Linked DNA regions of Sus scrofa: regions 2, 3 and 4 are each linked to region 1. The links are chromatin contacts, called in public Hi-C and HiChIP or PLAC-seq maps. All regions are on one chromosome and are shown on one strand. Each heading gives the region's core, a stretch centred on a gene start, on an enhancer-like site or on the middle of the called end of the contact. The rest is flanking DNA. Distances are from core to core; before and after follow the strand shown. Region 1 overlaps RASAL2 (ras GTPase-activating protein nGAP). Region 2 has its middle 35 kb from the start of RASAL2. Region 3 holds the start of RASAL2 (ras GTPase-activating protein nGAP). Region 4 overlaps RASAL2 (ras GTPase-activating protein nGAP).

Region 1 (5,978 bases), core at 1,728-4,227:
CACTAGACCCCAAGGATCTCCCTCATTGGCTAGGTTAAAACTATTTTCATAGTAAAACTTGCCTTTTTTCCCCCTCCCTGTGTTGACATTTGCACCGATGATTCAAAAGCAATTATGAGTAAAACTAGCGGTGCAGTGAAGGGAGTCAAGGCAGTGGCAACAAACGATACCAGTAGTCATTGCAGTACCATCTAACACGTGCAGTAGGAAAAAAAAAAAGGGCAGTTTTACTTAAGAATATCCTTGGAATTGCCTTCATGGCTCAGTGGTTACTGAATCCCACTAGAATCCATGAGGATACGGGTTCGATCCCTGGCCTTGCTCAATGCGGTAAGGATCCGGCATTGCCCTGAGCTGTGGTGTAGGTCGCAGATGCGGCTTGTATCTGGCATTGCTGTGGCTGTGGTGTAGCCCCGCAGCTACAGCTCCAATTAGACCCCTAGCCTGGGGAACCTCCGTATGCCGCAGGTGGAGCCCTAGAAGGACGGAAAAACAAAACAAAATAAAATATCCTTGAAAACTCATTTAAAAACTTCAGTTTTATTAAATCTCAACCTTAGAGTTGACATGTTTTTAATGTCTTGTGTGATGACAGGGGGAAGTACATTTAAGCTGAATACAGACGTATGATGCTTGTCACCAGAGAAAGCATTTGTGCAGATTAAGCTGTGAGGTGAACTTATTAGCATTTGTATTTCATGAAACACCATTTTTACTCAAATGATCAATTGTAAGACAAATATGGTTATTCAGTCTTGGTTATCTGTCAGACATTTTCTGGAAAAAAGGACATAAACCTCTCTCTTAAGGGGGAAAAAACCCAACATTATTTATTGACAATGGTAAGATTTAAGAATTAAAACAAAGATCAGTATTTTGGAAAACTTGAACCTGCCACCTGGAGCTTGATGGCTTTCTAGCACTTAAAGACTTTCCTGATGAGACAAAGACTTTTCTGAAGATTAATGAAAATGATTTTTTGGTACTATGTAGTGAAAATTGTCAACATTTGGAAGATCTGCAAAACGAAGTGAACCTTTTTTTCCTAAATGGTTAATGCATAGCGTCCCAAATTTATGCATGTGGTTGAAAAGATCTATCCCGAAAGGCAAGGTAGACCAATGATTTTTTAATGTAACATGGTATGAAAAGTTAACTGAAATGGTATCAAATTCCACATTTTCCCCACTTTTAAGAAGCAGTTGCTTGTCAGTTTTTGGTGTAGTATTGGAAAAGATGGACCACAATTACCTGGAAATGCTATTAAAATACTCTTCCCTTTTCCAGCTATATATGTGTGTGAGTACATGTTTTTTGCTTTATACTTCAACCAAAACAACATAAAGCAAGTGACTGAATGTTGAAATAGATACAGGAATTCAGCTGGCTTGGAGTTCCTGTCCTGGCTCAGCAGAAATGAATCTGACTAGTATCCTTGAGGAGATGCAAGTTTGATCCCTGGCCTTGATGAGTGGGTTAAGCATCTGGCATTGCTGTTAGCTGTGGTGTAGGTCGCAGATGCAGCTTGGATCCCATGTTGATGTGATTGTGGTGTAGACTGGTGGCTCCGATTGTACCCCCAGCGGCCCTAAAAAAGCAAAAAAAAAAAAAAGGAATTCAACCGTCTTCTCTTCTGGCCAGATTTTGGAGAGATTTTGCAAAACCTCAAACAGTATCACTTCTCTCACTAATTTTTTGTTTTGGAAAATAGTTACATTTCATCGAAAATGTGTTATTTATATTAACATGCAATAGGCTTATTATTGTTATTAAATGAATAAATATATTTAAAATGTCTCAGTTTTAATTTCTAGTGTAAATATTGATAAATATAATCTACATAAACAAAAGCTCTTTGAAGTTGTCAATTTTAAAAGTCTAAAGGGATCATGAGATCAAAAAATTTAGAAAATTACAGACTACATGATAATATCTAATCTCAAAGAAGCACTTTCCAGTGGGCTTCATTGAGCAACCTCTGATTCTTTTTAATGTTTCTGAAATCATTCAGTTTTTGTAATAAGTCCAGTACTCAGTACCCTTAGTATCCTTATGGAAATGAGACAATGCCAATCTAAATTTTCATTCCAGTTTTTCTATAAAGATGCTTATTTGTAATTCTGAGGTAGTTATCCTTTCCTCTAGTGAATTTTAGGTACTAAATGTAATTGGAAGTAGAAATAAAATCTGTGTCACTAGAGGAGGGGGGGAGGGAGGATTGGTAGAACTGGTAAAGTGAAGTAAGGCAGTAATCTGAGTTTGTCTTGTTAATACAGTCCCAATAAACAGGCTTTACAAGTTACTATTAAACCTTCATTTAGCCACAGAAGTTAGGACATGATAGAATGAATACATTAAATTTATAGGTTTATCTTATATTGTTACTTAAAATGCCCATTAAACCTTAATCTAGAAATGCTGAAAAGAACCATCCCACCCTTATTCTAACTTTTCTTGTTTCTTCCTTTTATAAATTCTTATGAAATGATCAAAAAGTGGACAATAGATAGAGAAATTGTGAAACTATAAAATTTATAACATGGCATATCAACCTCATAATTCAGACAGACTGAAAAATTTTAAACATCAAAATATTGCTGCCTATTTCATTCTACCTCTAGCACTGACGAGGAGTAATCCAGGGTCCGGAATGCTTTTTGTTTCATAAAACCATGAAGAAGCTAGCAACAAAGCTCTGGCTGAACAGGAAGGGAGAACAGTAAGGGCAACTGTAAGAAAATTACTTGGGATAACACAGGGAAGATCATTTAGATTTTCTTAAATTCAGTGCTGATGCTGATTTATATTTGTCAGGAAATCTGGGTTTTGCTATAATACCATCTCCTATATTCTAATTCTTATGGACAGAATCTATCAATGTCTTCTTGTTCAGTGTGGATCATAAGATTACTATTCAAATTAAGTTACAATGGAGCAGTTTAGGTCACTCATGACCAACTTACATAAGAAGGTTAGTCATTTGAATGAAAACTCGTCTAGGCCACAAAACCACCACATTTCCACATAAAGTAGGTGCATCCCTCTGCTGAAGTGGTCTTGGTATTTGACTCTAAAAATAGGCCTGCATTGTGGTAAAAATCTAACCCATTTGTTTGTCCAAATCATGTGAAGAAAATCAGCTTTGACATGGTTTTTAAGTTTAGACAAGAATCTCTTATCTGTGTAATAAAGGATAAAGAGTCAGTCCCTTTAAAGCTTTCTTTGACAATTTTAGGAAATTTGAAGTACAAAGAAGACTTTAACGTAACTGATTGAAATAAAAGTTGAGGGTAGGAAAGAGAGAGTTGGGGTGGAATGGAGAAGCTATTGATGCAGCATGTACTGGTGTACGAGGTTCAGAGGAGACAGATGCAGAAAAGTAGGGGAAAAATGAAAAACAGTGAACTTCTAAGAATTAGTAACATGTCCAACCAAGCCCTAGCAACATTATTGGTTCTTGGATTTTGAGTTATTTTGGAGGGTAACTGATAAGCTCCACAAGCATGCAAAGCTATAGACTTGGAGAGAGCAAAGGAAGTTAAGCCAGAAGGAGCACTGAAGATAATATTGGACACATAAGGAGATGTAAGAAGAGAGACGTACACTTAATGCTCTAATTGCTGGCTTGTTTACTTTCTACACATCTGCAGCTATAGTTATGTATAATTGAGTAATTATAGCATAAACCATCCAGGAAGTCATTCAGGTTTCCTTGAAGTCAGTCAATACCAGGGATATTTATCATCCTGTGATAAAAGACTTTTAAGTCTATAGAAAGTCTGTAAAAGAAGTCTATAGAAAGGAAGAGTAATGAAGGCTCTCGCTAAATAGATAAAATGTACTTTTTTACCATTTACAGCTTTCCGTATTCATGGGTGTTGTTTTCTGATTTCTTCAGTTTGAGGTGCTCCTGCAGAATATTCCTGAAAGGAGTTAGTCCTTCATGGCTAAATAACTTTTAATACATATTGAAGTGTCATAAAAGCCTTATTCAGTGGATCTAATGTGTACTTAGGCTTGAAATATGTTCCAAGCTTTACAATAGCACAAATGAGTGAACAGTTCATGTAAAAATTTTTTAATTTTTTTTTTTTTTTGGATCTGACCCCAAAGTGAAGGCAACAAAGGCAAAAGTAAACAAGTAGAGCTGTGTCAAACTAAAAAGCTTCTGTACAGCAAAGAAAACCATCAACGAAATGAAATGGCAACCTACTACATGGGAGAAAACATTTGTAAGTCATGTATCTGATAAGGAGTTAATATCCGAAATACATAGAGGACTCATATAACTCAGAAAAAAAGAAGAAAAAACCCAAGCAGTCCTAATTTAAAAATGAGCAGAATATCTGAATAGACATTTTTCCAAAGAAAACATATAGATGGACAACAGATACATGAAAAAGCACTTAACTTTCCTTATCATCAGGGAAATGCAAATTAAAACCACAGTGAGAGATTACACTTCTGAAAATGGCTGTCATGAAAAAAGACAAGAGAAGTTTCCTTGTGGTACAGTGGGTTAAGGATCTGATGTTGTTACTGCAGTGGCTCAGGTCACTGCTGTGGCGTGGGTTCAATCCCTGGCCCGGGAACTGAGAACTTCTGCAGGTTGCATGCACAGCCAAAAAAAAAAAAAAGAAATAACAAGTGTTGGTGAGGATGTGGAGCAAAGGGAACCTTTGTGCACTGTTGTTGATGGGAATGTAAATTGGTACAGCAACTATGGAAAACCATGTGGAGTTTCCTCAAAAAAATTAAGTATAGAACTACCGTACAACTCAGCCATTTCATTTCTGGAAATTTGGAAATGCCATGTTCCAAAGAACCTGAAAACACTAATTAGAAACAACCCTGTGTTTACTGCATCATTATTTACAGCAGCCAAGATATGCAGGCAACCTAAGTGTCCTTGGGTAGATGGATAGATTACTACTCCACCATTAAAAAATGAAATCTTGTCACTTATGACAACATGGATGGCCCTCGAGGCTGTTATGCTAAATAAAATAAGTCAGAGAAGAACAAATACTGTATGACCTCACTTATATGTGAAATCTATAACCCAGAACCAATGAACAAATAAAACAAAACTCATAGATACAGAGAACAGAATGATGATTGCCAGGAGGAACGAGGTTTGGGGGCAGTGGGTGAGGTGGGTGAAGGGGGGGCCAAGAGATTCAAACTTCCAGTTATAAATCACAGGAATGTCAGCTACAGCATGGTGACTGTAGCCAACACTGTAGAGCATATTTGAAAGTTGCCAAGAGAATAAATCTTTAAAAGTTATCATCAAGAAAAAAAAGATTTGTAACTTTTTATGGTGAAGGATAGTGATGAAACTTATGCAGTCCTCATTTTGCAATGTACACAAGTATTGAATCATTATGTGTGCACTTGAAACTACTATAATGTGACATGTCAGTTCAATAAAAAATTAAAGTAACATAGGAAATTAGACATTTGTAAGAATTAAAACATTTAACTTTGAGATTGTATACCTCCAACTTTAAGAGACATGATAGTATGTTTAGATCTTTCCTTGAGGAAATTGCCTTCTGTGTTTTTAAGATCTTACTGGCCTCTAGTGGTGATATGATGCTCTTAGGTCAGACTAGAAATAAAGCCATTTTGAAGACAGGCTGCCAGTTCTGGATCAAAAGCACTCGCAAAGTTGTACATGCGACATCATCTTTAACCTAAAGGCTGTCTTTCGTTCTGGTCTCTGAGGCACTCCCACCTCTTTAGTTTGAATGATGTTGGTTTTGCTCTGAAGTGACCGTCTCTGATTTTAGTGCGTTGTATGATGTGTTGCTGTGTCAAGTTTGTACCAACAGTTCTTCCTAGAGTGTTTCACCCCTCTTTTCTGAAGCCTAGAAGGCAGAAGTTTCCCTCTGTATATAAATCTTTTTATTTTCTTCAGAGGAATTTAAGTGTTCAGTTGACCATTTAGATTTATTTATGTTTAGACCTCTTCC
Region 2 (5,978 bases), core at 1,058-3,557, 220 kb before region 1:
TTCCCCAGGAATAAACAGGCTTTCCAGGGAGAGTCTCTGAAATCAGACAATGTGCGCATTCGCCAATTACAAGCTCAAGTTCCACCCAAATACACACAATCAAAGCCTTTACCAAGGCCATCATTACATGCACAGGGCCCTCCTGCTGTTTGGGCAACATTTTAGTGCTGCAGTGAAGCAAGATAAATGTCATCAAAGCGGCAAGGTAAAGACAGACCCATCCGGCAAGTGCCTTTTTTCGACCTGATGACTCACTTCACCTTGTCGTTTGTAATGTTGCCGTCTGGGAGGGGGGAGAAGGAAATGAGGAGGAAGAGTGGGCTGTGCTGTGCCTGTAATTTGTTTCCCCATTTCAGACAGCTTTTTAATGAGCACTCTCATTAAGGGCTCTCTGAGCCTGTGCTTAAAGTTTTCCGGACAAGCAAATGAGCAGGACTGAAAACGGATGGCATCAGGCCAGCACCTCATGTTTTGTTTTAAAGATATCGTGGGGTGGGGGTGGGGGGATAGAATGAAAGAAAACGTTGTTATTTGTGAGAAGAGAGATTGGATAACTCTTTTGCCCAAGAAAATTTGGAAATGAATGATGTGGTTTTTCCCCATTGGAATACTCTGAATTTCCCACTGAAATGAGTATTCCCCATTGAAATTCTCAAGCTTATCAATTATTAGGATATTAGTGTGTATCTGTGAGAGCATTTGTTTATTCAGCCAGTTCCATGGAGAGACATCATTGTCCTGTGAGATCCTAGCCCTGGATTCATATTTCTGGTAAGGTCCCCATCACTTTGCATCAGAGATAATGTCCCCTCTAGGCTCCAAGCCCTGCGGGGTGCACACTCACCCTTCCCTATCCTGTTTTATATTTCCAAGGCCCAACACAGAGTCCAGACACATAGACACTCAATAAATGTGATTTTACCATTTAACCGAATTCATTAGATGCTATTAGTACATTAAAAAGCACATAAAATAATTAGACCTAACTACTAGACTGCAAATCAGAGTGATTTATCACCTTGCAAGGTTCAACAAACATTCTAATGTGCTAACAAGCCCCTAATTAAAGCAGCAGCCTTCAACTGAAATTATCAGGAGGAAGGAAGAAAAGTACAGTCAGCCCTTGGTATCCACGGATTCTGGACCAATGGATATGGAGGCAGATTGTACCACACTGTTTTATATAAGGGACTTAAGCATCCGTGGATTTTGGTGTCTAGAGTCAATTCTCCCCACCCCCACTCCCCTGGGATACTGATGGATAACTATACCGACAGGGATTCAGAGATGCAATTTTTATTTTATCACTGATGGACATTATTCTCTTTCTGAACAGGAATTAGCTCTTTTACAATAGAGAAAAGGATATGGTTGTTGCTCTATTTATCTTTCTAGTGAGTTCACTTAGTGTAAGTACAGAATGTGGGAAAGCAGATTCTAGCTGTTGTCTCTGCTTGAACCAGTTGTCCTGCAAACCTTCCCTCCGCTTGTATGGCATAAAGCATGCCTCACCTGTGATGGTTCCAGGGACTTCCAGAGATGATACCCATGAACAGTCTGACACGGAGTTGGCCATGGACTGTAGGCGCAATAGAAACCAAGCACCCACTGCCAGGAAGAGCACGAAAAGAGAAGAGGGGCTTCCCTCCATGAGATCGGAGAATAGACAGGCAGCAAGAGAAAGTGACACAGCATTTCCCTGGTGGCACAGCGGGTTAAGGATCCAGCATTGTCACTGCTGTGGCTTAGGGTGCTGCTGTGGCAGGAGATGGATCCCTGGCCCCAGAACTTCTGCATGCCATGGTTGTGGCAAAAAAAAAAAAGAGAGAGAGAGAGAAGGTGACACAATCTTCCCTAAAACATCTGCTCAATGGTCCAGCTAAAAACATTGCTGGCTGTTCTTATATGTCCTGGATTGTATTTCACATCAGAGGTCTAGGCCATCGCTTTGTCTCCCTTTTTCTCACTCCTGTCCACCCTTGAATAGTCAGCAAGGAGTCAGTGATTGGTCCTGAAGAATGAGATCGGGTGTTCTCAGATTACATATCTGGAACATTCTCTCTGATGGGCATCCCATAATCAGTATTTCACAAAGTGTGATCCGTGGCCAGTGCATCAGATCCCCGAAGATGCTGATTGAAAGGATTTTTCTCCCAGCTGGCCTGGCATCCTGGCATCCTGGCATCTGTAGTTTTATTAGGCTCCCCCATTGATTCTGCTTCCTGCTGAAGTTCAAGAGCCTCTGGCCCTGGCTTCTGACCTAGTGGTGCCTTGGATCACTAGAGGGCACCCTAGAACAACTTTTTTTTCCCAGGCTGTGGGCTTCCTGCCAACCGACCAGGGCTGTGGCGCCTCATCGTTCTGGGCCAGAGTTTCCAAGCCCATCCTGGAACCACAGTTTCCTTTAAGAAACTTAGTCCAATTGCCACATCACCAGATACATCTAGCATGCATTTCCACAATGGTGCTGTAATAAATCCGGTTTCTAAAAAAAAATTAGATGTTAAATCATCCTATGTTTATTCATTATATATCTACAAATTGTGAACCAAAACAACATCAAGTATTAAAAGGACTGACAAAAGACATTCTTCCTACTCTTTAGAAAAATGTGGTGGCTCAGTGGGTTAAGGATCCAGCATTGTTAACTGCTATGGCTTGGGCCTTTGCTGTAGCTCCAGTTCCATCCCTGGCCTGGGAGCTTCCACATGTGGTGGGTATGGCCAAAAAAAGAAAGAAAAGAGGAAAAAATATGGGGAAGAAAAATCAGGCAGAAATATGAAATCATTTGCAAATAAATATAATTAACAGTAAATTAAATCATGGACATGGAAAACAGACTTGTGGTTGCCAAGGGGGAGGAGGAAGGAGTGGGATGGATTGGGAATTTGGGGTTCATAGATGCAAACTATTGCCTTTGGCATGGATAAGCAATGAGATCCTGCTGTATAGCACTGGGAGCTATATCTAGTCACTTATGATGGAGCGTGATAATGTGATAAAAAAGAATGTACACATGTATGTGTGACTGGGTCACCTTGCTGTATAGTAGATAATTGACAAAATACTGTAAACCAGCTATAATGGAGAAAAAATTATTATAAAATTAAAAAATAGTAAATTAATTTTCAAGCTAATGGGAAATAGAATTAATTACTAAATCTGAAACAAACAGGTGACAGTATGTGTACAAACAAGGAACTTCCCTGCTGGCCCTGAGCTGACTGGGAAAACGGTACATGGGGATTCCTGAGACAGCTTCCTGGAACAGGCAGGATGGGACAGGAATAGGAGAAGCAATGTCAGGCAGCCCCACTGCAACACATGTCTGTTGAATTCAGAGCCCTTCTTCGTGTCTCAGGAGACACTGAACTAAAACTTGGCAAATGTAAATCCGAGAAGGACCACTGGGACTCCTTTTGTCATGTTGGCATGATGCCCATTGATTCAACAAATCCTTGAGGGGCACTGCCCTGTGCCAGGCACTGGCCACACACTGGGAAGACAACCGTGGGCAAGACAGACGCCTTAGTGCTGCCCTTGGGTGTTTACAATCCAGCAGGAGAGACAGACAAACAATCACGTAATTACAAAGCAGTGTGAGTGATGGGTTAAGCAGTAGGTTTGTGGAAGCTCGAAGGGGAGAAGCCTAACTCAGCCGTGGTGGTGAAGGAGGCTGCAGGGGTACAAACATTCAACAGGAGAAGGTAAAGGATGAGTCAGGAGCAGCGAGAAAGGGCATAGTTGAAAGCTGGGGAAGAAAAGAAGCAGATATTTGAGGAACTGAAAGAAATTCAGTAGAGCTAGTGGAGTTGGGAGCAGGCAGGGGAATTGTGCTAAACAGTGTGGTGGGGGATGCAAAGCAAGCACAGCCAGCTCTTTCAGAGCCTTGTAAACCTTCATGGGGATATGCGGACAGTATGCTAAGGGTACTGGGGAGCCATTGAAGGATTGCGAGCAGGGGATAGTGCCCTGATCAGATCTGCACTTGAGGAGGTTCCGCCTGTACCAGGGTCAGTGTTAATAAGCCAATAAAGCCGAAGGAATCCGTCTTTCCCTTTTTTTTAGGGCTGCACCTGTGGCATATGGAGGTTCCCAGGCGAGGGGTCAAATCGGAACTGTAGCTGCTGGTCTACACCACAGCCACAGCAACACAGGATCCAAGCCGTGTCTGCAGCCTACACCACAGCTCACAGCAATGCCAGATCCTTAACCCACTGAGCGAGGCCAGGGATCGAACGCACGTCCTCGTGGCTCCTGGTCTGGTTCGTTTCTGCTGCGCCACGACAGGAACTCCCAGTCTCTCCCTTTAACGGGACGCCTCCAGTTGCATTCCTCCATCCCCAGTCACCATCCTCAGTCATCGTCCCCAGGAAACCCTTTCCAAGCAGAGGGTTCTCTCTGAGGTCAGCTTTCCACACCAGAGAGCAGAGGAGACAGGAACAGCCTAAGAGGTGTGGCTGTTACAAGCTGGACACCCCTTCACAAAAGGCCATTTCAGGCAAAGTGGACAGGGAGGCGGGGCCTCGCCGGATGGGAAGGGGGATGAGTCTGAACCCCATTTCCTTGTTTGCATGCTTTAGGCACCACCCTTGACCGGGGTTAGAAGCAATGCAAAGGAGAAACAGCAGACTTGTGAACGGGGTAGAGAATGCATGCGAAATACACAGAGAGGCCTACTCTACCTACTCTCGAGGTCACAAGAGACCTCCGTAACTGCTGTTTTATTAGGCTTATAACTCAGTTAGGACTTTGACTTGACCTCACATCACAAAGTAAAACTCTTGATCAGCGTTCTCATCCTTATCTGCATGGTAGCCGAGAGGCAGGGAAAGGCAGTAAAGCTTAAAGACCAGAAGAGGCCCAATACTAAAGCAGCGGATTGAAATTTCCCATTAAAGTCTAGCTCTCCAATTACTTGCCTACAAATAATCAGAGAAGCGCTATTTTTTTTTTTTTTTTAAACAACGCCACTCTCAGGCCAGCCCCCAGAGCATCCTGCACTATATCCTTATTTCCTAAAATGGGGGTCGTACAGAAAACAAGACTTCGAGTAACCCAGCTTCCTCGATTCCGGCCTCCGGGCCAGGGAGGCCTCTCGGCCAGTTTCCTTTCCTTCAGAGTAAGGAAGAGACTGTGTACAGGGCCTGGAGCCTCCGGGCACAAAAATAGACTATTTGAGCATTTGGGTTTTCCTTTCCTGACAGTGGACTTACTCAGGAAGAGGCATTTGAACATAATTTTTTTTTCCCCTCTGTGTTTTTCAAAAAACAGACTTAATGCGGGGCGGGGGAGGGGGAGCAAAATTGTTATGGGGAGACTTTTCAGCCCCCTCTTTGGTCCCCTGAACAGGCTCAGGTGAGGCAGTCCTTTTCCCCTTAAATGCAGTTTCTGCTCGCCCCTCCCCCCAGCCCCCCAACCTCCAGCCCTCCCCCCCCACCATCCCCCCCAAGCAAGCTTCCAGACTCCTTTGCTCAGCCCCCACCAACTTCTAAAAGCACCAGCCTCTCTTCCATTGTTAGGCTCCTGACTGCGACTTCCCACACAGTGATGCGAAGAGACATATGATTCAAGCATCCCCATTCCAGAAATATTATTATCTTCTCAGGAAAAAAAATAGGGGCCTGCTCTATGTCTGTCACCTGAAATAAACTCCCAGTTCCTTCCCTGCGGCTCCCCAGATGCTCGATTTCTGAAGACCATTCCAGCTGATTTTTGCCACCCGCAAGGTTCCCAACCCCAGCCCTGGGAGTGGCTTGGGGCGGGGAGGGGGGGAGGAGGGAAGGGGACCTCTGAAGTGGGCCACCTCAGGGTAGGGGAAGCACAGGCACCTCACGTGGAGACAAAATGTGCCCGGCTAACCTCTGCGACTCCCTCGGGAATCCAGAGTTTGTGTCTCTTTGCAGAGCCCAGAACAGCCTGTCTGTTCTCCTCTCCCGGTTGTGTGCCTGGCGCTTCCCCAGTGAGATATCTCCTGG
Region 3 (5,978 bases), core at 2,555-5,054, 190 kb before region 1:
AAGGGAATATTGATAAGCAGGTAAACTACACAGTTGCATTATTGCTTGGGGGATTAGGGGTTTTGTGGTGTTAAGATAGCCTGTGGTGCAGCCAGTTAAGGATCCAGTGTTGTCTCTGCAGTGGTTTGGGTCGTTGCTGAGGTGCTGGTTTGCTCCCTGGCCTGTCACAGTGGGTTAAGGATCCTGTGTTGCCATAGCTGTAGCGCAGGTAGGTCACAGTTGCGGCTTAGATTCAATCCCTGGCCCAGGAACTTCCATAGGCCCATGGGGGCGGCCATAAAAAAATAGTTAAGAGTATTTGTGATGAAGGAGATGCCTCATATGTGTTTTCTGACAGATAAACAAAGGAGAAAATTGGACATTTCCTTGGTCCTTGGGTTGACAGCCAAGATTCCAAATTTTCATCTCTCTCTCTCTCTCTTTTTTTTTTTTTTTTTTTTTTTTTGGTCTTTTTAGGGCTGCACCTGTGGCATACGGAGGTTCCCAAGGCTAGGGGTCCCATCGGAGCTGTAGCTGCCAGCCTACACCACAGCCACAGCAACGGCAGGATCCTAGCTGAGTCTGGGACTTATACCATAGCTCACGGCAATGCCAGATCCCCAATCCACTGAGCAAGGCCAGGGATCTAACCCACAACCTCATGGTTCCCAGTCAAATTCATTTCCTGTGAGCCAAGATGGGAACTCCTTCATCTCTCTTTTTTATTGATAATATATAAACCAAAGGCTCGTTTCTTTCTCGTGGAAATCTCAGATTGTTGCCAGCTTTTGTTTTTCAGACTACGACCTGGGGAATTTATTATCTTTTCTCCTCCATAGTTCCCCAATTTTTAGTTCTCTCCCATCCTGGGTCTTGGGTTAGATTCTTGCAGTTGAATTTCTTTTTTTTTTTTTGCTATTTCTTGGGCCGCTCCCGAGGCATATGGAGATTCCCTGGCTACGGGTCCAATCAGAGCTGTAGCCACCGGCCTACACCAGAGCCACAGCAACTCGGGATCCGAGCCGCGTCTGCAACCTACACCACAGCTCATGGCAACGCCAGATCATTAACCCATTGAGCAAGGGCAGGGACCGAACCCGCAACCTCATGGTTCCTAGTCGGATTCGTTAACCACTGCGCCATGACAGAAACTCCTGCAGTTGAATTTCAATGGCAATAAATGTGTAGATCACTTCTGAGAGCTTAGTGTCAGAAGCTCTAGAGGGAGCAGAAAGGAGGGCATAGGGCAGGCAGGAAAATGAGACTTTAGTTTTATTGTAGTTCACACACAAAGGCCTGTTTGCAAACTACAATGTAAACCAAGACTTCATCAGCAAAGGAGTTATCTTCACTTTAAGATCTGGGATTACACCAGGCAGATATCACCCATATAAATCCAAGTATTATTAACTGCCTCCCAGCAATGCAAATTGGTTTATCACTTTTGTTTTGTTTTTCTTCAGTATTTTTCTTGAGTGATAATCACAAACACCATGAAATGTTTACTTTTGGCTCCACAACTGTTAGAACAACTCTACCAGCCAAAGGGGGCAAAACCCCTTAAGGAATCCAGATCCATCAGTGAATCCAAAAATTAGAAAACTAGGGTTTTAATCTATTAACCCGATATACTACTTTAGGTAGGTTGCTTAATAGAATTCTATGCTTTAGTTTCTTTTTTCCCCCTATTGGCTAAATAGTGATTTTAAAAAATACTGGTTCTGCTTATCTTGCAGAATTATTGTTCAGGTGGTGAGAGTATTTTCTCTTTAAATTAAAAACATTAGATAAATTCCAGACATACTGTTACTTAAGTAACTAGATAACCACTGCAGCCAGTCTGGGGTCAGAAGGGGTAGGTCAGAAGCAGGAACTGGGATTTGGGGAATCTGGATGAAGAAAGTAGGATTATTGGGGATTGGTAGAAGTTTTTTCTTCAGCTCAAGAATGAATGACACCAATGAGAGAACAAGCTAGGAAAAAAAACCCAACCCACTGTGAATGTTTCAGACGCCACTTGTAATGCTGCTTTGGAATAATTGCTAGGGTAACTAAATTCCTTATATACTGATCTATAAAGAGATGCTCAAATTTTATCCCATTATTCCCTTGCTTTCCGACTTCTGTTACCATGACTTCAGCAGTAATGCAGTGTAAATAGAAATATTCTATCTCTGTTCAGTGGAGGGCTTGAAATCTCTAGTTTCAACACTTTCTTTTGTCCACCCAATCACTGAAGGATAGGACGGTTTAGAATTGGAAGTGTAGGGAGTTCTGGTTGTGGCCTTGCTCTGCAGGTTAAGGATTTGGCATTGCCATGAGGTGTAGGTCGCAGACGTGGCTTGCATCTGGCATTGCTGTGGCTGTGGTGTAGGCCAGCAGCTACAGCTCCAATAAGACCCCTAGCCTGGGAACCTCCATATGCTGTGGGTGTAGCCCTAAAAAGACAAAAAAAGAAAAAAAAAAAAGATTGGAAGTCTGTCTATGCAGTCAGATAAACAAGCTTAATTACAAAAGGTTCTTGAGGGAAAGAAGCTGAAATAATCAATATCTTTGAGACCGTGCTGACCTCTGTGTTTTGGTTGTTGGTCTGCCAGGTTAACATGGCCATTCATTCCTCAGTTTCCTCACCTGTTAAGAGGCATGATGAGATTACCTCTAAGGCTACTTCCTGCTGTGAAAATACTATTACTCTAAATAAGAGTTTGGAGAAAATTACAAAGTGTGTTCTCATAGGTCTTGATAAGCCCAAACAGTACACCATGGTACCACAAAACCAGAAAACTAAAATGTCTCTTGTAGCCTAGTCTCCTTGTACAAAGCAGGGAGAAACCAGGGAAAGAACTAAATAAACCTCCCTAAAAGGTGTTAAAAAAAAAAAAAGTAAACTTATGGAAACCTTGCCCCCTTTACATAGCTGTGTTCAATAAACATTTTTGCAAACCTATGTGCAAGACACTTTTAAGTTGCTACTTTTCAATTTTGAAATCCTAATTATTACTTTTCCAGCGACCACTTAAATCTGAACTGGTGAATACTGCTTTGGGTGGGCAGAAAATTAAACCTAAGGTCAAGGAAGACAGCTCACAAATCTATTAAAAAAACAAAAAAACAAAAACAAAAAATACCACAACCGAAAAAACGCAAGTTACATCATCAGAGGCTCTGGAGAAAAAGCCAACATATTGCACAAAGATCAAAGGGAAAAAGAAACGTGTTTGGTCAATACTGGGCTTTTCTGAGCATTTCATGGGCTTGGGAGGCCCGTCCATCCATCCACACCACACTTCTTAACCATGCTATTCTAAACCGATGACAAGTCCAGCTTCAGCGCGGACGGGGCAGAGTGCGCGGATCCCACACAATCCCACAATCCCAGACCTCTCTGCCAACTCTCCTCTCTGGGAAGGAAGGAGGCGTTTCCTCTAGGGTGACTGAAAAATAAAGCAACCTCTTCAATCTCTTCCTCCAATAAGAAAGAAAAGTTAGTTCAAATAAGCAAAGACATAAATGCCTACCTAAAAGGGAAAAAGTGGGAATAGTGGAAAGGGAAGCTCTTTCCTTCCTTTTTAAATTTCCCGCACCCCTTTTCCTCCCCGCCTCCCCATGTCAGCTCCACTTCAAGCAGCAGCCCGGGAGACCCAGCGACCAGGACAAACACTGCAGGGCGGTTGGAGAAAGAATTATTTGGAAAGTAGGCGGGACTGGCTGAATGAATAACTCGGTGTCCGATTTTTCCTGCCTTCGGCGGCAGTTCCTCCTCCGCTTCGTTACTCAGTTGCATACGCGGCTGGGCTCTCGGCCCTCGATTGCTCCGGCCTATCACCCTGGGATGCCGCCTGCCGCCGCCACCACGGCCGCGGCTGCCGGGCTTGTGGGAGCCGCGGCAGAGCTGGAGCCTGAGCTGGAGCCACGGCAGGAGCAGTGGCCTGAGAGTTAGGGGGGCGGGCCGGCTCATTCCTGGGGTGGGTGCTGAGGACAGGCAGGCGAGAAACCGGGGTCACCGCCCTCCTCCAGGCTGAGGAAGCGGACACTCGGAGCCCCCGAGGCGGCGGCGGCGGCGGGAGCCGGTCAAAGGGGGCAGCCCCTGGCGGCGACGCCCCCCGCCCAGCCCTGCCCGGCCCCGCTCCATCCCCACCCCCGGCCGGATCCGACCGCGGGGGACGCCGACCCGGGCACCGAAAGGCGGCTCCGAGGGGGCAGGCAGGCGAGCCGCCCCTCCCGGGTCTTTCCACGTCCCCTCCCGGGAGGGACCCACACCTGAGCCCGGACCCACCCCCGCCCGGGGCCACGCTGGATCCGCCTCCCGGCCTGGGTCCCGCCCGCAGGCTGCAGGTGGGCTGCAGCTTCCGAGACGCGGGCAGTGGGCGCCGGGGAAGGAGGTGAGCCGCGTCCGCGCCGGCTGCCGCTCCGGTCCTTGCCCCCGCAGCTGCGCTCTCCTCCTCCCCTTCCCGCAGGCAGGGCGCGGATCCGCGCGCCCGCCCCGCCGCCGCCGCCTTGTCCCTCCGGGGCACCATGGAGCTCTCCCTGCCGTCCGGCGGAGCCGCGGAGGCGCTGTCCTGGCCGGAGATGTTCCCGGGACTGGAGTCCGACTCGCCGCTTCCTCCTGAGGAGCTGGAAGCCGTTGTCCCAGTCAGTGGCGCCGTGGCCGGTGGCATGTTGGATCGGATCCTCCTGGAGTCCGTGTGCCAGCAGCAGAGCTGGGTCCGGGTGTACGGTAAGGACGAAAGGCCGTCTTAGAGGCTAGTGTTTCTTGTCTTTGCTCAGGCTGAAACTCATTCCCTGGTCTCTGATCCGTTCTGAGTCCCCATCCATCCAGGGTCCGTTTTCCACATCCCTTTTTGTTATGGAGTGCATTCCTAACAAGTTTCTCCAGACTAGTACTGGGGGAGAGAGGTGTGACTCAGTATGATCTTTGGACCTTTTCAGGCACCTGCAGTAAGTTTAAGATGGAGTTGGACTATGCAGACTTAATTCTTAGGTGGTTACTTCAAGGGAAGTAGACAGTCTTCAAGAACACACCATGAAATCAAGTGAATGGGGTTTCATTTCTTTTTCTTGAATGAGACAAGGCTGGAAAGCAAGATATAATGAACAATCTTAGCAGAGGATACAATAATAAAATGAAAACCAAAATTTATTTGATGGAAACAGTCTAATTCTATAACCTCTTTATGAACCTCACTCTCTAAAGGCAGACACTTAGTCGAAGGGGTGTGGATTGTTTTAGATTGCACTATTGTTTCTGGTGCTCTTTGTAAAGTGACTGGGTTGCTACTCAGCAAGTTAAAAAGTGATGAACACACTAAAACTTTCCCTTTCTGCATTCCTAGTAACCACCTCTTTAATTAAAACTGAATGATGAGATTCTGTTAGGGTGAGTCTTGTGGCAGCATTAAAACCATGGTGCTTTGGAAAACCCATAGCCTGGCATTCAGAACTGAGCTGTGTCTTTCCAAAACACTGAACCGTCAACGTGTTTATCGCTTAGCTTACAGGAATACGAAAGACATTAGTAATGTGGCTGAGGAGAAGATGGCAAATTTGAAGCACCTGGTATCAGCACACTGTTAAGATGTTATCCTGAAGTCGTGCGCATCTAAGCCTGTAGTGATCAAGTACAATCCTTTTTTTTTTTTTTTTTTAATCCTTCTGAACAGGGTTTGTGTTTATGACTTTAATGTTGTCTTCCTGGATAGTTCAGTTAATTTCAAGACTTTAAGTCTATTACTATCAGAAAGATCATAGAACTGGGAATCCAGAGATCCAAGTTTTTGTCTCAGTTCTGCCCCTAAGTGGCTGTGTGATTTGGAGCATATCAGGTCACTTTTTTGACCTGGGATTCCTTATCTGTAAAATGAGTGGATTAAATGATCTCGTACTGGTCTTCTCAGTTCTAAAAATCCAGCAATTTTATTCTTAAGGATTTATGTATTAGCCCTTTGTATTTGGCTGGATGTTTTAAAATGTTTCTCGATGTTGTTTTAATTAACTGAAAG
Region 4 (5,978 bases), core at 1,025-3,524, 160 kb before region 1:
ATCCTAGTCAGATTCATTTCTGCTGAGCCACAATGGAAACTCCCATCCTTTTACTTTTACCCACTTGTGTCCTTATATTTAAAGTGGGTTTCTTGTAGGCAGCAGTTAGTTGAGTCTTGATCTTTTATTCACCTTTCCATTGAGGTATTTAGACAATTTATATTTAATGGGATTATGTTTAATGTGACTGGGTTTAATTTGAATGGTTGGGTTTAAATCTACTATCTTACTATTTAGGCTTTATTTGTCATATTTTTTTTAAATCTTTTTTTACTTTTAATGTTTTTTGCATTCATTGTGTATTTTTTATAATTCCACTTTCTACTTTGTTTACTTTAGAGATTGCTTTTTATTTCATATAGTGTACATCTTTTAACTTGTAGTAGTCTGCCTTCCAGTGGTAATATATTACTTCATGGATAGTAAAAGAACCTTATAAAATTAAAGTTAACATTTTTCACTTTCTGGCTTTTGTGTCGTTGTTTTCTTATGTTTTACTTACAAACCCCACAAAAAAAGATTATTTTTTGCTTCAAATAGTTGACTGTCTTTTAAAAAGATTTAAATAATATGGGAAAATAATAATTTTAGTTGTTTCAGGCAGAAGGGTAAATCTATTCTTTGCTAATCCATCTTGACTGATTGAAGTGTCTCTCTATCTGGTTTGAGCCTGAATGACAACTCGCCCTAGAGCAAATCAGCCGTCATCTTCTGTTCTTTGTGCAGTTTCCAATCTGCTGTTTTGACCTCTTCATGGAGGTGTGATCGTGAGCTACTAAAGCTTTGGCAAGTTGGGTTTCTTTAATGCCTTTTTCTTATTTAAAGTCAGTGCTCCAAAGAGGTCATTGTATCTCCTTAGTATCGCCCATGTAGCCATCTGATTCAATACAATAAAAAACTTCATCTCCTACTTCAGATTCCTCCAAATACACTACAGACTGTTAATGGCATAAGCCCTGATGACACATTTCACAGCACATCTCTTCCTATAAATGGTGGAGTGGAAGTTGGGAATGTTTATTTGACCTGAATAAATCACTGAAACACTTCTCTCCCCCTTTTCTGAAGATACTTTTTGGCAAGCAGAGTCACTTTTTCTAGGTTTAGACTAAACTTCTTAAGCCTCTTACTAACAGGCAGTTAAGCTAGTAAATCATGCTTATTATTAGGTTAAAAAATGAAGTAATTTTTGCCAAATAGACATTGGGAAGCAACAGTGCGGGGAGGGGAAGTGGTGAGGGGCCTGCATTTGGTTTACAGACTGCATGTTTTAGTAGGCAGGACAGTGACGCCTCTCCATGGTTCACCATAAATACTTTGACTGAAAAGAAAACATCGACGTGGGAACAGATAAGGTTTGTTGGCAGGTCTAACCTAAGGCAAAATTATTTGTGAACCCTATCCTAATGGTGCTTACAGTTTAATCAGGGAGGTAATTGTTAATTAAATACCAAATAGATATAAAATTACAGTTGTAACAAATACTACCTCAGAAATTATACAGCTTCTTAAGAGTGTGTAACTAAATGGTCTAATTTAGTTTGGGAGAATAGAGAAGACTTTCTTGAGGGACTAAGATCTAAGGGGTGAGTAGGAGTTATCAAGGAGACGGGAGTTAAGAGTGGGCACGTGTTCCAGATGAAGAGGGCAGCATGTGCAGAGGTCCTGCTGTTAGTGAGCCTAAGACTCAGGAAAGACGGGAGTGGCTGGATCAGAAATTGTGAGCGGGCATGTGTTATAAAAGGAGGCTAGACCAGTAACCGTGTGTGAAGAATTGGGGTCTGACAGTGATGACTGGTGTATTTGCTTTAGAAAAGACCACAGTATTTTCAGTGTAGAAGACAAATTGGTGAGGATCAGGGAGACCAGTCAGAAGCTGATTGTAATATGGGCAAGGACAATGGTAATTCAGACTAGGGAGATGGTGATGATGGAGAAGAGAAGGGTGGGCAGCTTGGAGAGAGATACAGGAGGTTGAAATGGATAAGATATGGTGATAGATACGAGCACTGGGATTGTGGGGAAGGATAGGGAGATGTGAAAAGGGGAACTTCTAGTTCAGTGGGAAATACATATTGGAGGGATGTTGGTACTACTTAATGAGATAATCGTTTTTTCCCCCCCAGTGAACGGGAGGTATTTTTCTTCCAGGGAAGTGTGTGTTTTATTTAGGAATGTTTCAACATCCTCCTCATCCTTTAGGACCCAGCACAAATAGGACTTTTTCCCCTAACATCTCTTTCTGTACTCTCCCCTTCGCTAGAAATAACTTCTCCTGTCTCTGAACTTCTGTTGAACTTTGCTTACATAGCTGTTACGGAACTTTTCATCATTCAACTTGTATTCCACTTATTTGTGTGTATGTTTTATTTCCTTTATTGTATTGAAGGCTACTTAACTGAACGGGAATTTTATTTGTTTTGATAGTCTCACAGCTAATAGTAACAGTTTCTTTGATGAAATATTCTTTAATTAATTTGATCATTCTACAACTAACAGTAGTATTTCTTTAATACTATGGCCTTATGAAGATGTGGGTTCCATGAGGGTATATACTACTTAGTTAATTAAAGCTCTGTGTACATGAAGGTAGAAGAATTCACAAGGTAATATAATGATAGGAAAGTCTTTTGTGATTTTATTTTTAGATCATTTTTTTTAAAAAAGAGGAACTACAGTTAATGTACTTTTTGCTCAGTGTTTCTTAACAAAATAGGTTGTTAATTTTTATAATTATTGGTTTAATTCATTTGTCCACATAGGCTTATAAAATATCTAACATTGTGTAAGACTTACTAATTCTTCAAAACGTATTCACACATAATATGTCTCGGTTTAATCTTACAGCAGCCTTATTAGGTAAGATTAATATTGTTCTAATTTTGTAGATTCATGCCATATATTAAAGGATACTTTTGAAGACCTTGGGATGAGATTATTCTGTGTTTGCAAAAATCAAAATACTCCTTTTTCCTTTCTCTGATAGATTTAACTGGAAGCTCTTTGAGTACCACAGTCACTGATACTGTTGTGAATAGTAATCTTTCGGATGATTGGACCTGAATAGTTTTTGGGTTCAATTTCTGAGATGAACTGAACTCTAACCCACTCTGTTTAAGCATTGTATGCTGTTTTTATATTTTAATTTTTAAAAAGCCCCTAAGTATATCTCCCAAGTAACTAGTAAAGCTGTATTTTATTTTATTTTTTAATGTCTTCCTAGGGCTGCACCCGCAGCACATGGAGGTTCCCAGGCTAGGGGTTGAATCAGAGCTGTAGTCACTGGCCTTGCCATAGCCACAGCAACGCGGGATCCGAGCCTCGTCTGCGACCTACATCACAGCTCATGGCAATGCCAGATCCTTAACCCAGTGAGTGAGGCCAGGGATCAAACCTTGGTCAGATTCATTTTTGCTGAACCACAATGGAAACTCCTAAAGCTGCATTTTAAAATAGATTTACTTGTATTATGGAGCTCCCATTGTGGCTCAGTGGATTAAGAACCGACTGGTTTCCCTGAGGATATGAGTTCTATCCCTGGCCCTGCTTAGTGGGTTAAGGATCTGGCAGTGCCATGAGCTGTGATGTAGGTCGCAGACGCGGCTCAGATCCTGTGTTACTATGGCTGTGGTGCAGGCCAGCAGCTGCAACTCCCAGTTTGACCCCTAGCCTGGGAACCTCCATATGCCATTGGTGCCGCCCTAAAAAAAAAAAAAAGACATATTCAGAAGTAACCTTGAATGAAGAAAATAGCAAGATCTTAAAAATAAAGCTCAATTAAGATTTGGAATATGATAATACAGTTCTTTCAATTTCTTTCAATGAGTTAAAAGGAATCAGAGTAGGATCTTAGTAACCTTCTTTTTCCCAAGTTTTCAAAAATCGCCTGTTTCATTATACATTTTCAACTTTTCCAGATGAGTGAGTGTCCCCAGACTTACTGGTGATTTAGGTTTCTAAACTGATAGGTTTCTGAGCCCTACTCCTAACTCCTTTATGAAAATCAGTGCAGTATTTTCTTTATGTAAAAGATCACCTGTAGAGTTTTGTGAGTAAATTTTTTCTCTTTCCAATTTCCTCTTAATGTTTCTTTTAAAAATGTATTTAGCTTACTAAGGGATTAAAAACATATTTGTGGAGCTCTTGGGCATACATGATAAGCCTTTTCCTCTGTGTTCTTCATAGCACCTCTGTGAAATAGACAGGATTAGAAGTGAAGAAACTGAGTCTGAAACAGGTTGTGACTTGCTTAGAGACTCCAATCCAGTACTTCTACATTCTGTTAAGAGAAATCAAGTAGTTCTGTTTTGTCTTTGTCATTTGTTGTCATTACACTCTTTCTTCTCAAACCCTAGATCTCTCTCTGCTTTGTGTTTCTCTCTACAAACTTTAAAACAGAGAAAAACAAAAAACCCAGTTGTGCTTTTTTATCTTTAGCATTTTCCACTAACTTCACCTCATTTTTTGTTTTTCATCTTTCTGATCCCGTTTTTCATTTCTGTGTTCCTTTGGAAGCTTTTGGAGATAGATGTTCTTTAGAAGCTAAGCCTGGCTCTAGGACGGCCTCGTTTTTTATTTATGGTATTCTGTACCTTGAAGACAAAGGGCACCCTGAGTCTTGTCAAAGGAGCTTGGAATCCATGGAGCTGACTCCTGTTGTTACCGCTGGAAAAAAAAAAAATCAATGACTGAATGTACCACCAACCAGCCTGAGACTCATGAAATGTTCAACTGAATGTGTTTCGAATGTTAGGTGAAATGTGAAAACATTAGTGTGCTTTATCAGCAACCCTATTTTTATATGGCATAAGAAAAAATAGACAAGTATGGGATTGCTCATCTATTTTATAAAGCTAATGCTTTTTTAAAAAATTGGGTATTTTGGGAGGCACATTAAGTTGAAAAGAAAATGATGCCATCTGCTTTAACTATACTTAAGTTAAAAATGGAGAAAATGAAATTGACATGGCCATTTGCATAAATAATATTTTTGGGTCTTCAGGAATGGAGATTGTAGTAGGAATGCAGTAAAAACGATTGGATGTCAAAATGATATGAGAAGTCATTTATCTGTTTGGATCCTAGTACATCATTTTAATGTGTATCCAGGAAGACAGTGCATCAAAACGACTGATGCGTGAATTGACTGTACTGTTTGTTAGAGGCGAGTATGTTTGTGGTGCATGAAAACCTTTATTTGAGAGCTAGGATTTTTATAGCCGGTAAAGGTTTATTTATTTTTCAGGATAAAATTATTATTATTATTATTATTATTATTATTATTATTGCTTTTTAGGGCCACACCCATGTCGATGGGGGTTCCCAACCTAGGGGTCGAATTGGAGCTACAGCTGCCGGCCTGTGCCACAGCCACAGCAGCACCAGATCTGAGCCGAATCTGCTACCTACACCACAACTCATGGCAATGCCAGGTCCTTAACCCACTGATCGAAGCCAGGGATTGAACCAGAAATCTCGTGGTTCCTAGTTGGATTTGTTTCCACTGTGCCACGATGGGAACTCCAGGATAAAATTATAACTGTGGTAATAAGTGTAGTTTTGCATGAGGGAAAAAATTAATGATACAGATTTATCAGGTCTTATAATCTAACCATTCATCATAAAATAAATCTGTAATATTTGCTTTTTATTTATTTGCTTTCATAGCAGTCTGGACCATTTAATTGTAGAGTATTTAAAGTGTATTTTTATTTTTAGATCTTAGGTTGTGTTAACCAGATCTAGTGGTAATAAATACCAAGTATGGTATAGTCTGTGGATAGAGATTGCTAGAATTTCATGATGGCAGATAACATTGGTGCCACATTCAACATGTCACCCAGTGTTATTAAAAATGGGTCCTTCAGGGAGTTCCCATCGTGGCCTAGCAGTAATAAACCCAACTGGTATCTCTGAGGATGCGGGTTTAATCCCTAGCCTCCTCAGTGGGTTAAGGATCCAGCATTGCTGGGAGCTGT

What was found. Hi-C and Micro-C count contacts between places; a contact is called where the count stands out from the background. HiChIP or PLAC-seq counts read pairs in DNA pulled down with a chosen protein or histone mark.
Region 2: a contact with region 1 is called in a Hi-C map of alveolar macrophages, with 2.9 times the contacts expected there. The contact joins two enhancer-like sites. A contact is called at or near these places in 2 of 5 promoter capture datasets (fetal liver and liver), 22 of 47 Hi-C or Micro-C datasets (adipocytes, adipose tissue, alveolar macrophages and 15 more) and 2 of 2 datasets of contacts at active chromatin or transcription factors (alveolar macrophages and skeletal muscle).
Region 3: an H3K27ac HiChIP or PLAC-seq map of alveolar macrophages shows a contact between it and region 1, with 5 times the contacts expected there. The contact joins the promoter of RASAL2 here to the enhancer-like site in region 1. A contact is called at or near these places in 7 of 47 Hi-C or Micro-C datasets (alveolar macrophages, embryonic fibroblasts, epiblast stem cells and 3 more) and 2 of 2 datasets of contacts at active chromatin or transcription factors (alveolar macrophages and skeletal muscle).
Region 4: a contact with region 1 is called in an H3K27ac HiChIP or PLAC-seq map of alveolar macrophages. The contact joins two enhancer-like sites. A contact is called at or near these places in 1 of 47 Hi-C or Micro-C datasets (embryonic fibroblasts) and 1 of 2 datasets of contacts at active chromatin or transcription factors (alveolar macrophages).

The regions. Positions count from the first base shown.
Region 1 is chr9:120,125,549-120,131,526 of Sscrofa11.1, forward strand. The region is part of intron 1 of RASAL2 (ras GTPase-activating protein nGAP); the gene reads left to right. Among named protein-coding and RNA genes, the nearest start is that of RASAL2, 190 kb to the left of the region's middle. Within about 2 kb of position 2,978, at least 3 of the 83 cell types and tissues checked have an H3K27ac peak or open chromatin away from gene starts, as enhancers often do. A contact at or near this core is called in alveolar macrophages, where this site is marked.
Region 2 is chr9:119,903,759-119,909,736 of Sscrofa11.1, forward strand. No RefSeq gene overlaps it. Among named protein-coding and RNA genes, the nearest start is that of RASAL2, 35 kb to the right of the region's middle. Within about 2 kb of position 2,308, at least 10 of the 83 cell types and tissues checked have an H3K27ac peak or open chromatin away from gene starts, as enhancers often do. A contact at or near this core is called in alveolar macrophages, where this site is marked.
Region 3 is chr9:119,937,499-119,943,476 of Sscrofa11.1, forward strand. RASAL2 (ras GTPase-activating protein nGAP) reads left to right here and starts at 3,805. Exons shown (of 18, transcript XM_021063720.1): 1 at 3,805-4,696.
Region 4 is chr9:119,967,562-119,973,539 of Sscrofa11.1, forward strand. All of the region lies in intron 1 of RASAL2 (ras GTPase-activating protein nGAP), which reads left to right. Among named protein-coding and RNA genes, the nearest start is that of RASAL2, 29 kb to the left of the region's middle. Within about 2 kb of position 2,275, at least 4 of the 83 cell types and tissues checked have an H3K27ac peak or open chromatin away from gene starts, as enhancers often do. A contact at or near this core is called in alveolar macrophages, where this site is marked.